Regions from separate parts of the Rattus norvegicus genome. Here region 1 is linked to region 2. A link is a contact called in public Hi-C data. All regions are on one chromosome and are shown on one strand. Each heading gives the region's core, a stretch centred on a gene start, on an enhancer-like site or on the middle of the called end of the contact. The rest is flanking DNA. Distances are from core to core; before and after follow the strand shown.

Region 1 (7,021 bases), core at 1,840-4,339, 560 kb after region 2:
CTTGGGTCACAAACACACGGTTATCTGAGGAAACATGGGTCATCTTCCTTCTCCTTTCTCTATTCAGCTCCTGTAACTTTCCTGTCAGAAGCCTTAAAAAAAAAAAAAAACAAAAAACAAAAAACAAAAAAACAAAACAAAACAAAACAAAACAAAAAAACCCCAAAAAAACCTACAGTTACTGTTGCTCAGAAGAGACAAAGTTTAACTTCTGGGTTGGCAATTGGAGAATAATTCATGAGCAGATTTCTAGCAAATGATATGATTTGCTAAATTTTGGTCTTTGATTTATATTTATGTAGTCCTGCTTCTGCTGTAAGGTTGTGCCAGCCTCAATTAGATCATGAATGAGATCATTTTAATTCAGCCCCCAAACTGTGACCTGACCATGCTCTGAAAGTGTTCAAAAAGTAATTGTAAGCCTCCTTTTGCTTTGAAAAGGAATACTGCATGCTTGGTCGTTCATACAAATAACATAAAACTTAATTATTGGATGATTTGGCAGAGGATCTTCTTGCCAAACAACAGTCAAAGCCAGCTACTGTGACGCTGGCACCGTGCAGGCCCTAGCCCACAGCCCCCTTGTGTATGGGTGTTTGTTCATTGTGTCTTAGGGCAAGATATTTCAAATAGGATTCATGGATCTAGGACACAGGGTGCAACCCAAAGGGTGTACCGTATTTATAACTCCAGTTTAAAAATGCTGTCTCACCTAGAAGGGAAGTAGATCTGCGCTGTCAAATCACCAGGAGGCTGTGACAAAGGGAGCTTGCAGCCTGACACACGGTGTAACAACATAGCAAACACCTTTAATTCTGTCATGTCTCATACCCTTTACTTTCTCACACATTTATGGCTGCTCGAACGTTGACACCTACACTCCCTTTGAAACTAAAAAAGGCGATCTTATTTAAGCCCAAATGCAACACCTGTAAAGTTATTCTTGTGCCCAACAAAAAATAACCATTAACTCCTTCCTCATAAAAACCTCTCTGCTTGCTTTGGAAAGTCTCAAGCTGGTAACGGGGCGGGTGCCTGAGGGCCTGACTCTGCGGTTCACATGACCTCTCTAGCTCTGACAGATAGGCAAGACTTCCCCCTTCTGAGGATGCTACGACTAAGATAATGTCACCGTCCTATTGGCCTTTGCAGCTTTTCAAGTTGAAGCCTGCTTCTTCCTCATAAACTTCTGGTATCTCTCACAGTGAGGAGAGAGACCCCAGCTGCTTCATTCCCTCTAGCGACCGAAGTCTAATATTTTAAAAGCTAGAAATGAAAATAGCTTTTCTAAAGATATTTCTTGGAATATTTAATGTGCTGCCTTGACTCCCCTTTCTCTATTTTTTTTTCCTTGCCAATTATAAACCACCATTTGGAGGGCTTATGAGCAATGTAAGCCCACCTCATCTAATTAAACCACATTGTTTTAAAAGCTTGAACAGTTTTCATGTCTACAAGACTTGTCTGAATAATAAACTGTGAGAGCCAGGATTTCATGTGCTGACTGCAAAGGGCCAGGCACTCAAAGAGTTAACCCGCATTGCTGGGTAGGTTAATATCACAGCTGCCTGGTACCTCACTTAACAAAAGCCTCCTTTTGCAAACAGACTCTCACCCCCCCCACCCCCAGTGTCCAAAGGTGTTTACTGAAGTAAATCTGCCTAAATCCTTCATTGCTTGAGTCATGGGGGTGGATAGGAGGGTGGATAGGAGGGGTGGAAGGTGTAGCTAATCTCTTTTTGTAAATTCTGTAAATCTTCTGGGAAAAAGGGGTGGGGGGATTAGGAATCCGTGTCACATGCCATGTACAATTCCTAATGTGTCCATTCCTGCTGCTTTCATAAGTGACATATACCACATAGGTGTTGGAACAGCTACCCAATAACAAACAGGTCCTCTCTTCTTTTGCAAAGCTCATATGTCTAAAGTTGTGTGTGTGTGTGTGTGTGTGTGTGTGTGTGTGTGTGTGTGTGATCTAATTGCTGAGGAAGAGCTGTTGGTATCTTAAAAATGGTTTTAGAAGAGGGGGGACAGACAAGTCTATAGCAAGATAATGTGCTGCAAAGTTGTCACGAGAGGGACCTGGATGGCTGTGGTCCTGCTCCAGTGTCTTCGACTGCTTGTTACTTTTGCCTGTTGAAAATGGAGGCAAACGACACAGGAAAACCTGACAGGTCCGCCCACGAGGGTTTAAACAATTCCCAGCAAGAAGGAGCCCTTTAGGCACAAACTTTCTCTGTCAAGAAAAACGTGAATACCACCAGCCCCTCCCTACAAATCCTGAAGCATCCAGTTTGAGATACAAAAAGGCTGTCATCTCACAAATGTTAAACATACTAAAAAAATCTGAAAAAAAAAGTATGGAGAAGGTGTGAAAGCGTGGCACTTTACAGCCCTCAAAGCTTTTTAAAATAGAACAACTTTTCCCCCTAAAATTCTTTTCAGAGATTTTTTTTTCCTTTTTGGCTCATTTGAGAGTTTCTTTCTTGGCTTTTTTCCCCTTTCATTTGAAAATATGAATTATCATAAAAAGTCAGGGTGGGGGGGAATGGGAAAGTCTTTTCCAGTTTTCCTGAGGATTTTTTCCCCCATCGGTGTTCAGGCATCAGCCCCTGCAGCCAGACCAGGGCTGGGTCTCCAAGCCCGCCCCTTCCCGCCCACCCTCCAGTGCACCCACCTCCTAGGTCATATGGTGAACAATCATAGTTATTAAGGCCAAATTGTAAGTAGCATTCAAGAGTGGGAAGTCTGCACACCTGACCCCAAATCTAACAGGCGTCTGGGCTAGAATTCAATCCCTCTCTTACACTTTTTACCTCAAGTGGAGTGGTGGCCATGAATAGTACAGACATGCCATCTTGTAACACTATATGCCTGTCAGGAGGGGCAGGCAGGGTTGAGCATCAACTATATAAGGCTGGTAACTAGGAGAAGGCCCAACAAACAGCCACAAACACCTAAGTTACTTTACTCAACCACTACCCTCTGCCTCTCTCTCTCTCTCTCTCTCTCTCTCTCTCTCTCTCTCTCTCTCTCTTTTCATCTTGGCTTTCTGTGGCAGAATGCAAATGGAGCCTGCCGGCGGTGAAAGGGCTGAATTGTGATTAAGAAGAAGAAGAGCTCTTTCTTTGTTCTCCCCTCAGGGGATGTTTACTGGGAGAGACACAGCGGATCAGATATGAAAGGCATTCAGGTCAGCATTGATGTGAGCGAAAGTGAAATCATACCTAAGGCATTCAAAAGACCGCCGTGTCAGGGGTTCAGCTAACGGTGCAGCTACTGTGTGTCTTCCCAGAGAGGCAAAAAAAAAAAAAAAAAAAAAAAAAAAAAAAAGCCAAACCTCCTACTGACTGGCCATTTCTTTTTCCCCTAATTTGTTACAAAATTATAAAAAGCACCCCCACCACAATATACAACAGTTAGGATTTTCTCTCCTCCTGGACCACACAGAAAATCAAACCAACTTCTAATGATGATAGTATTACATAAATGAACCAGGAAGCCACTCTGCGATCTGTGAAATAATTTTTAAAATAGGTGTGGGTTACATAGATTTGTGATATACAGGAGAAAGTGGAGAGGAGAGAACTCTAGAAGACACATGCATGGATGGCTTTTCCTGTCAGCACCCTGACAGGAAACACAACACAACACACATGCACACACATAAGCACATGCACCCAAACACACACACACACACACACACACACACACACACACACCCCACAGAGAGAGAGAGAGAGAGAGAGAGAGAGAGAGAGTGGGGGGAGGGAGGGAGGGAAAGGGGAGGGAAGGAGAGAGAACAGAACATCTTAAAATGAAATTATTTACTTTGTAATTACTAGTTACACCTTTTCTCAGAGCTTTAGTTCTGATACAACTGTCACCCAAGATAAAACTATCTAGCATACAGCTTGTGAAGACAAGGCTTCTTACAGCCTGATGGTTATTGTCGTCTTCCTTTAAAACCTGCTTATGGAGAAATCCTCACATCTTACTTCTAAAAGTTTACACTCCCTACTGCCCAAATAGTCATTCAGTAGATTTTCCCAAGTGGTAACCTGATGTGGTTGGCCCAAACAGATCTATATAAATATATACAAAACTCACAAGTCACAGCAAACACACTAACACCAAGGAGGGTCCTGGATGTTCCAAAGCTCGAAAAATTTAAAAGAAAAAAAATCACATTTCATCTTCTGGTTGTTTAAGAAGAAAGGGAACTAAAGAAATGGGGCTGCATTTATTGGTTTTGAGTCACCCTTTCCTCTGCTCTGCTCTCTATTCTTCAACATTCACATCTTGGCTAAAAAGCATATTTGGGCTTATGTTAACATCTGCTTTTGTACTGACATTTTGTATATTTTCAACTAGTGTTTCTGCATCACAGATTTTCCTCCTTTATCTCCTTGCTCTAAAAAGACAAGCAAAGAGCAATCAAAAAGGTGTCTGACTTGGCCATTCAGACAATTGCCCCCTTGTGGGAATGCGGGAATGAATGGTACAGTGGACACCCAGCACCATTGACGTTATAAACATGTAAATGAAACACATTAGCGCAGACAATCAATTGTCTGTGAGCATTGCAAACCTGCACTCCCTCTCTCTGTGACAGGCACAAAATAGTGTCTACCTTGGGAAGCCACAATGTTGACGAGGAATAGGACAAAGAATCTCCTTTCACATAGAGAAAAAGCACCTTCAGAGCCTTGGAAGAACGCAGATGACAAAGAGAGTTGTAAGGAGAACCCCCCCACCCCCAGAATAATTACGCCCCTGTTAGAAAGCTAACAGCAGCCTTCTTTCCTACCTTCAAGGGAAGCACACACCCCTACCCCCATCCCAGGAAAATATGGCATTAGAGTCTTGAATAACCTCTTGTAATTTTCTTTAAGCAAATTAAGAAAGAGAGAATGAAGGGAAGAATCCAGACTCTATGACAGAGCAGTTTGACAGGGAACTGTAGGCTAGGCTTTTGCCACATTTGAAAATAAATGCTAAACGATGTGAAATCATTTTTTACTTGACAACAGAGCAACATTACAAAGTTTAAAACCTGAAGCCTACCCCTACCCCTGGTGGACCGCCACAGCATGGATGCCACCGGGCTAGCTGCTGGCTCTGCTGGGAAGCAAAGCACGTGTCTACCCCAATTGGCATAGTTTTTCTTTTTTTTTTTCCCCAAACCAAAATAAAACAAATAGATCAGTCTAGATACATAGCCCCCAGCCTTGTGTGTGCAGTATCTCCACGGAGAGAACAGGACGGAGATGGATCTCTCTGGAGTACCCTCAGAGTTGGTACCTGCCGCACAGACAGCCTGAAAAAGCAAAGAAACAGGCTCCCTACAGCAAGCTCACCAACTTTAGGAAAGCGACTTGCTAAAGATTCCCACAGTTGCAAAGATAGGTAAGTTGTGACCAATTATAACCTGAAGGCCACCATCCTGCTTTGGTGTGTATAGGGGGTCTGTCACTTCCAGCTGCCCATCCCAACTTCCCCTCTGAGGGAGGGGAGGTGGAAACCCCATCCTGAGAAGGGGTTGTTTGATTGCAGTCGCCTTTCTTTCCATTTAAGCACCCCTGCAATGAGAGCAGCGTCTCCATTCCTCATTGCCTCTCAGCATCACTAACAGAACCTCCAACTCCTTTTAAAGAAGTGCAAAAGAGCGAAGGTTTCTTTCAAGCAGGGATAATCATTTCTGCTCATCTGATGGCTTCTCCCTGAGATATTCAACTCAACTACTTTTCTTTACAAACTGAAAATCACAGAGCAAAGGTGTTTGGTGAAAGCTGTCCTGTCCACTACCCACCTCCTAGGAAGCCCACAGCACCCAAACCTTGAGCAGAAACTTTGAAGCAAAATCAAGCTAACTTTTCCTTCCTTCTTTCGTTTCCTTCTTCTCCCTTCCTAATTCATTGTTTTTCCATTCAAAGACAACTTCATCCCCTTCTCTGAAACAGGCAGACCAGCAATTTCATTTGTGCTAAAACACGCATATGTCCCTGTGATTTTTCCAGAGGCTGGTGGTGGAAGCTGGGGGACTGGGCAAGCAGGCCTTTCTTCCCAGATGGTTACTAAACAAGAAGGAAACGGTAGCATTCTAGGACCTGCTGTCTAAAATCAGGGGTGAAAGCCCCAAACTTTTCAAGTTACAAACAGGCTGCAAGTGGTGGCAGACTGCATCAGAACCTTTCCATTCTGGAGAGCTCATTCCTGCTTCCAAGGCTATGTGGAGATAGTGGGGGTATAATCAGAGGACTATAAAGGGGGGCTGGCTTTCCCCCTCCTCTCCAGCCTTAGTGAAAGTGTTACAAAGTGAGTCAGGCGGCTGAGGATCATCTGACTGAACTTTCTTGAAACCTACACACATTCTTGTCTGCTGCCTATTTGCTTTAATGCCTCTTTCCCTAACCCCACCTCTCCTTCCCTCCACGCACATCTTGTTTTCTAGGAAGAGGTTTTTCTGCTTTCCCTGTGGACGGAAGGAGAGGTACTACCAGCCATTCTTAACTTGGTCCTGGCACTGTCTTTACGGGGCATCCTGCCGGCCTGAAGAATATTGGTGCTTGGATATTTTAGATTGTTCTTCTCTATTTGTGCCCCCCCCCCATCTGCCTCTTTTGCCTGGGCTTCTTTTAAAAATAATACTTCACATCACCGTGGTTCTGACCAGCCTTTCAAACACACAGACACTGCTCTGCCGGTTTCCCTTCCTTGCCACCTTACTCTACACACACACACACACACACACACACACATACACACACACACACACACACGCTGGTGACTTCATTAAAATTATATAAAGTGCCATTCTAGGTCTTGGGTCTTTTCTCCCCCTTGCAGCTTCTGTGATTATTGTTGCTATTATTCCTTTCCAGGAATTTCTATATGATGTTGATAAGCATCGCCATATTCAGTGTTATCAGCAAAGACACAAGCTCAAAAGTGACATCTTTTCCAGGAATCCAGGAAAGAAGAAAAACCCACTCAGTTCAGATAAATCCTGGCAATTCCC
Region 2 (6,730 bases), core at 3,708-6,207:
TGCTTTGTAAGCATAATTACTGTTTGGAGTTAGTTTTAGACAAAAATCTGAAAATTCTTTCCTTCAAATAATAGATTTTATAGGTCTCAACTGTTGAAAACTTAAAAAGGACAGAGTATAAATCAGTTACCTTCTGAAAACCTTAAACTACAGGCCACTCTCAAAAAGTAAGAAGATTCAGTTTTCCTTTTCCCTGAAATACAAACACCCACAAAAACATACAAATGTAGACACACACACACACACACACACACACACACACGCACACGCACGCGCATGTGCACACACACATGCATACACACACACATGCACACACAGACACATGCAGATACACATATATAGACACAAAAAACATACACACATATACATACAGACACATGTACACACCCATGAAGATACATACATACACACACAGACACTTGCACAGGTACATGTGCACATGTGCAAGCACAGATACACACAGACATACACATTTGCACATACCACCTATGCTCACAACCCATTACTCAGGTTGTAAGTCAAAACAAGTGAAGAACAGGGTACACATGATGTCTTCAGGTGATGTCCACCTCACATACCAGCTCTAGCATGCTCCTGTTCTATTTGCAATACTCATCATAAGGGGCCATCTCTTTTTTCAAAGCGTTTTAAAATAAGAGGAAGAAAAGTTATTTAAAAGCAAAAAGTGCTAGTCTCACACAGCTATTAGAGTACTGAAGTGACTCACAGGTTAAAAGAGAGGCAAAGGTCCAGACTTGCTTGTAGAAAGGATACAGCTGGTACTGTAAAAGTCAATCTACCTGTCTGTCATACTAGAAATCTGTTTACAGTAGCTGAGTGGTCTAGAGGGGCTCTTACTGTGAGAGAAATTAAACTTTTTTCCTTATGGAAGTATATGGTTACTGTAATTTGGTACCTGGAGCAAGACACAGCTTAATGCTAGGAAAAAGTTATAGTCAAAACCTGTATGGAATTCATACATGTAAACTTTTAAAAAAAGTGGTTTTTAGGCCTTTTAAAGCAATAAAAATGTTTTAGATTTTAAGATTATTAAAAAACATTTATGTTTTACATGTATTCAATGATTTTGTATGTCTGTGTGTGTGTGTCAGAGAGAGAGAGAGAGAGAGAGAGAGAGAGAGAGAGAGAGAGAACACAGACACACAGAGAGAGAGAGAGAGAAGACAGACACAGAGAGAGAGAGAGACAGACAGACAGACAGACAGGGAGACAGATAAATATATATACATACTACATGCACACACATATACATTCATACATACACACACACAGATACATACATATGTATGGAGGTATGGCCTAAATCATTCAGGTGAAAAGGTCATAGGGTTCTAATGCAGGAAGTCATTTTGAGAAACACCAAGAGTAAATCAGTTCTGCTTCAAATCCTGCTGCAACTGATAGCCCCACCTCTCAATCATATTGATGTGTAATGCTTCAGATAAGGAAATTAGTACTTTCTTAGATATCAGTGATAACTGTACCTAAACTTAGCATTTTCTTATATAAAATATTACTTATTATATGAAATTATAAGATAATTCATATAAGAAATTATATATTAATAGCTTTACCCCTGTCATTAACCTTCTAAGTGTGACCCCACATGAAAAAGTCTATGCCAAGATAAACTCTATAAGGTACAAAGCCCGAAAAGCTTTAAACACCAACCTTTAACAATAAGAAAAGATGTAAACCATAAAAGAAAGAAATTGAGGAATCCAGTGACAATCTGTCCAGAGCTGTCCAATGGCAGGAAATAAAAGAAAGAAGAGAAAAGAAAAGACTTTAAAAAGTCCTTGCCTAAGTTAAGTAATGGAGGCTGCTCTGCAGGGGACTGAGTCTCTCTTACCAGAGAGAGCAAAGCTACCTGTGAATGGACAGGAACAGAAGGGCAGCACTGAAGCCACCACTGGGATCCAGGGTCTTTTGGTCAATTCATTCTTACTTGTATGACCTGTGTAACTAAAGAACCAAACCTGAGACCATTCCTAGCGTTTTTAATCTAGTGCCTCATAATGGGCCATTTGTCTTAAAGCTCTCAACTACTTATGATTTTAGATACACCTCTTTACATTTGGAGAATAATTTTTGATACAATTATCACTAATATCTATCAATGAGGACATACATGAAGGTGTATCATAGATTTTAAAATTAAAGTATATTGCAAAAATATATGTGTAAATTCTTACAGATTAGTAATTTATAAAACATTGAGTTGCAGGGTTTATCATGTGAAGACTAGAACTTTCCATCAGGGCTAAAATGTAGCAGTTCAAGTATGAGTTATTTTTTTAAGTACGTGAAGAATTTTGTATATTAACATCATACACCAAGCTAACATTCCTTCAGGTTTTTTTCTATTTATTTGTAAAATAAACACTATATCCCAGAAGGGTGGTAATTCTATTGAAAAAGGTCAGCTAGAAATCTGTTTCCTTTCGAACTGCAGAAAATTGTTTCAGGACTTGTGAAGGCTCAGATGTAGGGAAACAGGGCTAATAGGGCTCGACCCTAACCAACATTGAAACAAATACATTTGATGGCACAACATATCTGTAAACATTTTATCAAAAATTTTTCTGAAGCATAACAAAAAATTGGTATTTTAGCTGTGAACTTAATGAAGTAGGTTCACATCACGACTATAGCATGGATCTACTTAGGCCAGAACTTTTGCTTCCTTAACTTTCATAACCTTCATGTTCTGCCTGCCTATCCCACAGGGGACTGAACGAGGCATGCTGTATGTGAACCAAAGCGCGTCTGAACTGTGGAAGGAGCGCACACTGGCAAACCGTGGAGGCCTCGACTCTTGGAGGCTTCCTGTGCACGATGCAACAGTATCCACTGTGGGAGCCTCGCTGAAGCCTGGAAGTGTGCAGTCAGCATTTTAAACCATCATGAGCTACCTTCTGAACCATCGCCAAGTTAATAGACAATGAAAGATAATGAGCTTGAAATTGGGTGTTAAATTGCATTTTTGGTTCTCTCCCTTTTTGCTGAAGTTTAACTGTTTCCTGGAGAAATAAAGTCATGTTTTCATGTAGCACTATGTAAACATGTATTTTAGGCCTTGAAACAAGGGAGAGAAAAGGCAGGAAGGTTATATATTAACAAAGAAATTACAAGTTTCTGGATTATCAAAGTACTAGATTATAAACCACATTAGTCTTATGAAAAATGAAGACACTATGGTCAAAGACATCAAAAGGTGAATTATTCATGGCCTGGAGCTCCCTCTGACCTGGAAAGCAGAGCCTACTTCAGTTCCTTATACTGTTAGGGGCTCTCCGGGCTCTCCGTGCTGTTTCGTCAGTGTTAGCGGCTGGACTCAGGTAAGGGAGAGGTGACGGCTGATGGTACTGTTTATATGACCCATTTGCCTTGACGCTTTCAGCTAAGACCCATGGACCCGACTCTAAATAAACAGAATTTTTAATGTCTCATTTTAAACAGGACGAAGGGAATTCAACTTTTGAAAGGTGTCTTTATAGTAGTTCAAAAACCAACAGCAAATTTCACTAATGTCATTTAGCTAAATTTTCGAGGACTTAAGATTTCATTATGATGGGAAGAAAGGCTTATTCTTATTAGTATAATTGTGGACTCTTTCTTTTACTTCCTTTTAAGCTAATGAGTTACATTAATCCAGGTTCATTTTTATAAGCCTCTTGAGGCTAAATGTACAGGACAGTCATCTTAGAAAACAATAAATTAAAAAGAAAGCATGTTCTGTGCATGAAGTGCACGTATTTCCTAAGACCTAGGTTAATACAACTGGCATCCAGTTTAATTAATCCTTGTTAGTGTAAGAACCAGTACCCTCCCTAGCCTGTTTCCTTTAAACATTAGTATGGTAATTAGATTTTTTAAAAAAAAATTTCTTTGTACTTAAATGTGGCATTTCTATCACGTAAATTTCTTCTCAATAGCTACCTTATAAAGATGTTTTCTTATAATGTCTGGTCTCTCACAGAAACTCTTGAGCCTTTTTGAAAGCTGTTCAGGTGTGGAATACAGATACTCAGCTGCAGGAAAAACAGATACATTTTTAATGAAACAAAAACCTCAAAGCACACACTCGATATTAGTCACTTTACTAATTAAAAATGCATATTGCTCTGTGCCGCCTCATGTTTTACATTATTTAAGCATGATTTTATAAGGTTACCTCAGCTCACAAGGATGTTTAATGCTAAATAAGACTGTGTAGTTGTGCTGTTTAGACATCTCCTCTGGGTGATTAAAATACATTATTCTAATGCAGCACAATGCATATGTGATATATTTAGTGATGAGATTTTTTCAAAGACCCAGTACTGTAGCTGTATGTACCCTGTACAACAGTTGCATATTATTAACTAGTCAATTGTTTAAAGAATTTGGTATGACTTCCAATCCTTGAATTTTCTCTGTGTATATCATTAAAAAAAAATCTGTTAGCAATTGCAGCAGTACTGACCTGCTTATAAAAATCCGTCATTATGAGATGTGTATGCTAACAATAAAGAATGCTATTTGAAAACTTGCTTTTTTTGTTATCTTAAAAGAACAGATGGTAAATATAAGCTTACTCTAATGTATTAAAACACATAAACTCTCCTTAACACTAACATGTTGACTTGCCGAATAAACAACTGCTCCTACTTAAGTTTATTTTCAAACTCTTAGTTTAGCATGAATCCTGTATTAAATCACAACAAAGAAAAAGCACATGAAAGCGGCTACCTGGAAAGATTTCAGGATAAACCAAGTCTTTGGGACAGAGTGGGTAACAGCCACAGTACACAGCTTCCAACCTGCAGAAATGTGAGAAAGAGGACAGGGCAGCAGGCATGAGCACCACAGTCAGAAGGATCTGTCTAAGAGAGCAGTGAGAGCCCAGAGCTCACGGGACCAGCATCCTGGGCGGCCCTCTCCTCCTCGATGCCAGAGCTGCTCTTTGCGAGAGTCTATTGACCATACCCGACTTCCATGGGGCAGAGCCGCCAGCATATGCTTTGTTCACTGAAGTAATCAAAGCGCAGCTCTGCATTTTTGTTGTTTCTAAAATACTGTTTAACACATTTTATAATCAGCAGATAAACATATTCAACAACATGGGAAGTATGGACAGCTTTTCTTAATAATGCTGCGAAGTCCCAGAATGTTCACTTTTCAAAAAATGTTTAAATAAAATAGCAAAATACTTTAGCAGGGAAGCCGTAGAAATGATCGAGGCTCTTTTAAAGCAGCAGAAAAAAAATTTACAATCTGTTGTGATGGGCATTTTCAGTTCAGGCTCATGCTTGGAAACAATTTGTTATTATGCAGATGTAAAACTCCAATTGTGGAAAAACTCTTGTTCAGATCATTTTAATGAACATTTTGCTTTTCTGACTAAAATCAGCTTACTTTCTATTTTATCAGAAGAGAATAGTTTCGCTCCTAAACAACCACGAAGTTGCGAGTTTTCCTAGGGACTGTGTCTGGAAGGTCTCCTCCTGTCCCTGTGGTGGGGGCTACGCAGAGGAAAGGCATCCCCCTGCAGTCTGCTAGGTTTGCATGATGGTATTGATCCGACGTATCATAAACCTGGAATATACCACTGTCATTTCTGTTGGCTAGATATTATGCAGTGAAATTCAAAACACTCTTTAAAATATGTTTATTTTATGAGAAACTTTGAATTGCATCCAAAATGTTGACCAAAGGCGGAATTTATTTTGAACTGCAGAATTTTTTCAGTCCAAGAATGATCTGAAGTCATGTCAATGTTTACCTTGTTTATTTACAGTGACAGAGTACATGCAATTTAAACTGTTTTTAAGTGGGTGATGGTTTCCCTATTTTTTTTTATGTTACACTGAAATTAGTTTAAAGAGAAAGTATTCACTTTGAGCTACAGTTTTTGGAAAGTACTAAGTTGTTATAAAACACAATAGAAATGCAAAGGTTTTAGTTACCAACTATCAACTTCAGAAGACAGGCTATCTGACCCTTTCTTAAACGTGTAAGTATTATAAGCACAGCTATAAATTACACTGTGCTGTAGTAAAAATCATAAAAATAAACGCTTGAGCATGTCAACCTCTGATGCACTTCACAAACCAAAGAAAAAAAAGCACAGTGCCTGAAGTCACTCAGTTTTAAAACGCTGTGCCAACGGAAAAGCAGATACATATGAACATTCTCTCATAATTACATAAAATTAAGAGTAAAGTCGCTGGCATTTCAGAAAGTGCAGATTATCTGCTTTTTAATAATGCATTTGAATTATTGTATATCCAAAGAGAAAAATCACAGGCTGATTTACATTTGAGTCAGCGTATGAGTATGTCCCACACTGTGTCCAAAACGCCTCTACAATAAAATATCACATAGTAAGTCATGAACAGCATTGTTTGATGTAAGAGGGAAACTTAAACAGCAATAACAACAACCTAGATTTTTGTTTTTATTTGCAAATAATCTAATTCATATTTAAGGTTCTAACTCGTTAAACAATCAGAACAATCTCTTGGCTGGTTTTGACTTGTTAAAATACTAGTGTTAATATTTAGCTTGGGATTACATTTTCAAACACATGACCAAACCTATAATATTTAAAAATAAATCACACATCATCCTCATAAGTTCCTCATAATTTTGTTATTCTGGAAAACACTCCTGATAATACAATTATTCATCATTTCGATCCTTATGCACTACCAGTTAAATAATA

The links. A called contact is a pair of places that touch in the nucleus more often than the background predicts.
Region 1: a contact with region 2 is called in a Hi-C map of frontal cortex, with 3 times the contacts expected there. The contact joins two enhancer-like sites. A contact is called at or near these places in 3 of 12 Hi-C or Micro-C datasets (Schwann cells, frontal cortex and psoas muscle) and 1 of 1 datasets of contacts at active chromatin or transcription factors (oligodendrocytes).

What each region holds. Positions count from the first base shown.
Region 1 is chr3:49,741,617-49,748,637 of GRCr8, forward strand. The region is part of intron 2 of Zeb2 (zinc finger E-box binding homeobox 2); the gene reads right to left. Among named protein-coding and RNA genes, the nearest start is that of Zeb2-as1, 7.4 kb to the right of the region's middle. Within about 2 kb of position 3,090, at least 37 of the 93 cell types and tissues checked have an H3K27ac peak or open chromatin away from gene starts, as enhancers often do.
Region 2 is chr3:49,178,179-49,184,908 of GRCr8, forward strand. Gtdc1 (glycosyltransferase-like domain containing 1) reads right to left here. Exons shown (of 11, transcript NM_001393689.1): 9 at 4,756-4,826; 10 at 3,964-4,055. LOC134486357 (a long non-coding RNA gene) reads left to right here. Exons shown (of 2, transcript XR_010065179.1): 2 at 2,751-3,073. Among named protein-coding and RNA genes, the nearest start is that of Gtdc1, 390 kb to the right of the region's middle. Within about 2 kb of position 4,958, at least 11 of the 93 cell types and tissues checked have an H3K27ac peak or open chromatin away from gene starts, as enhancers often do.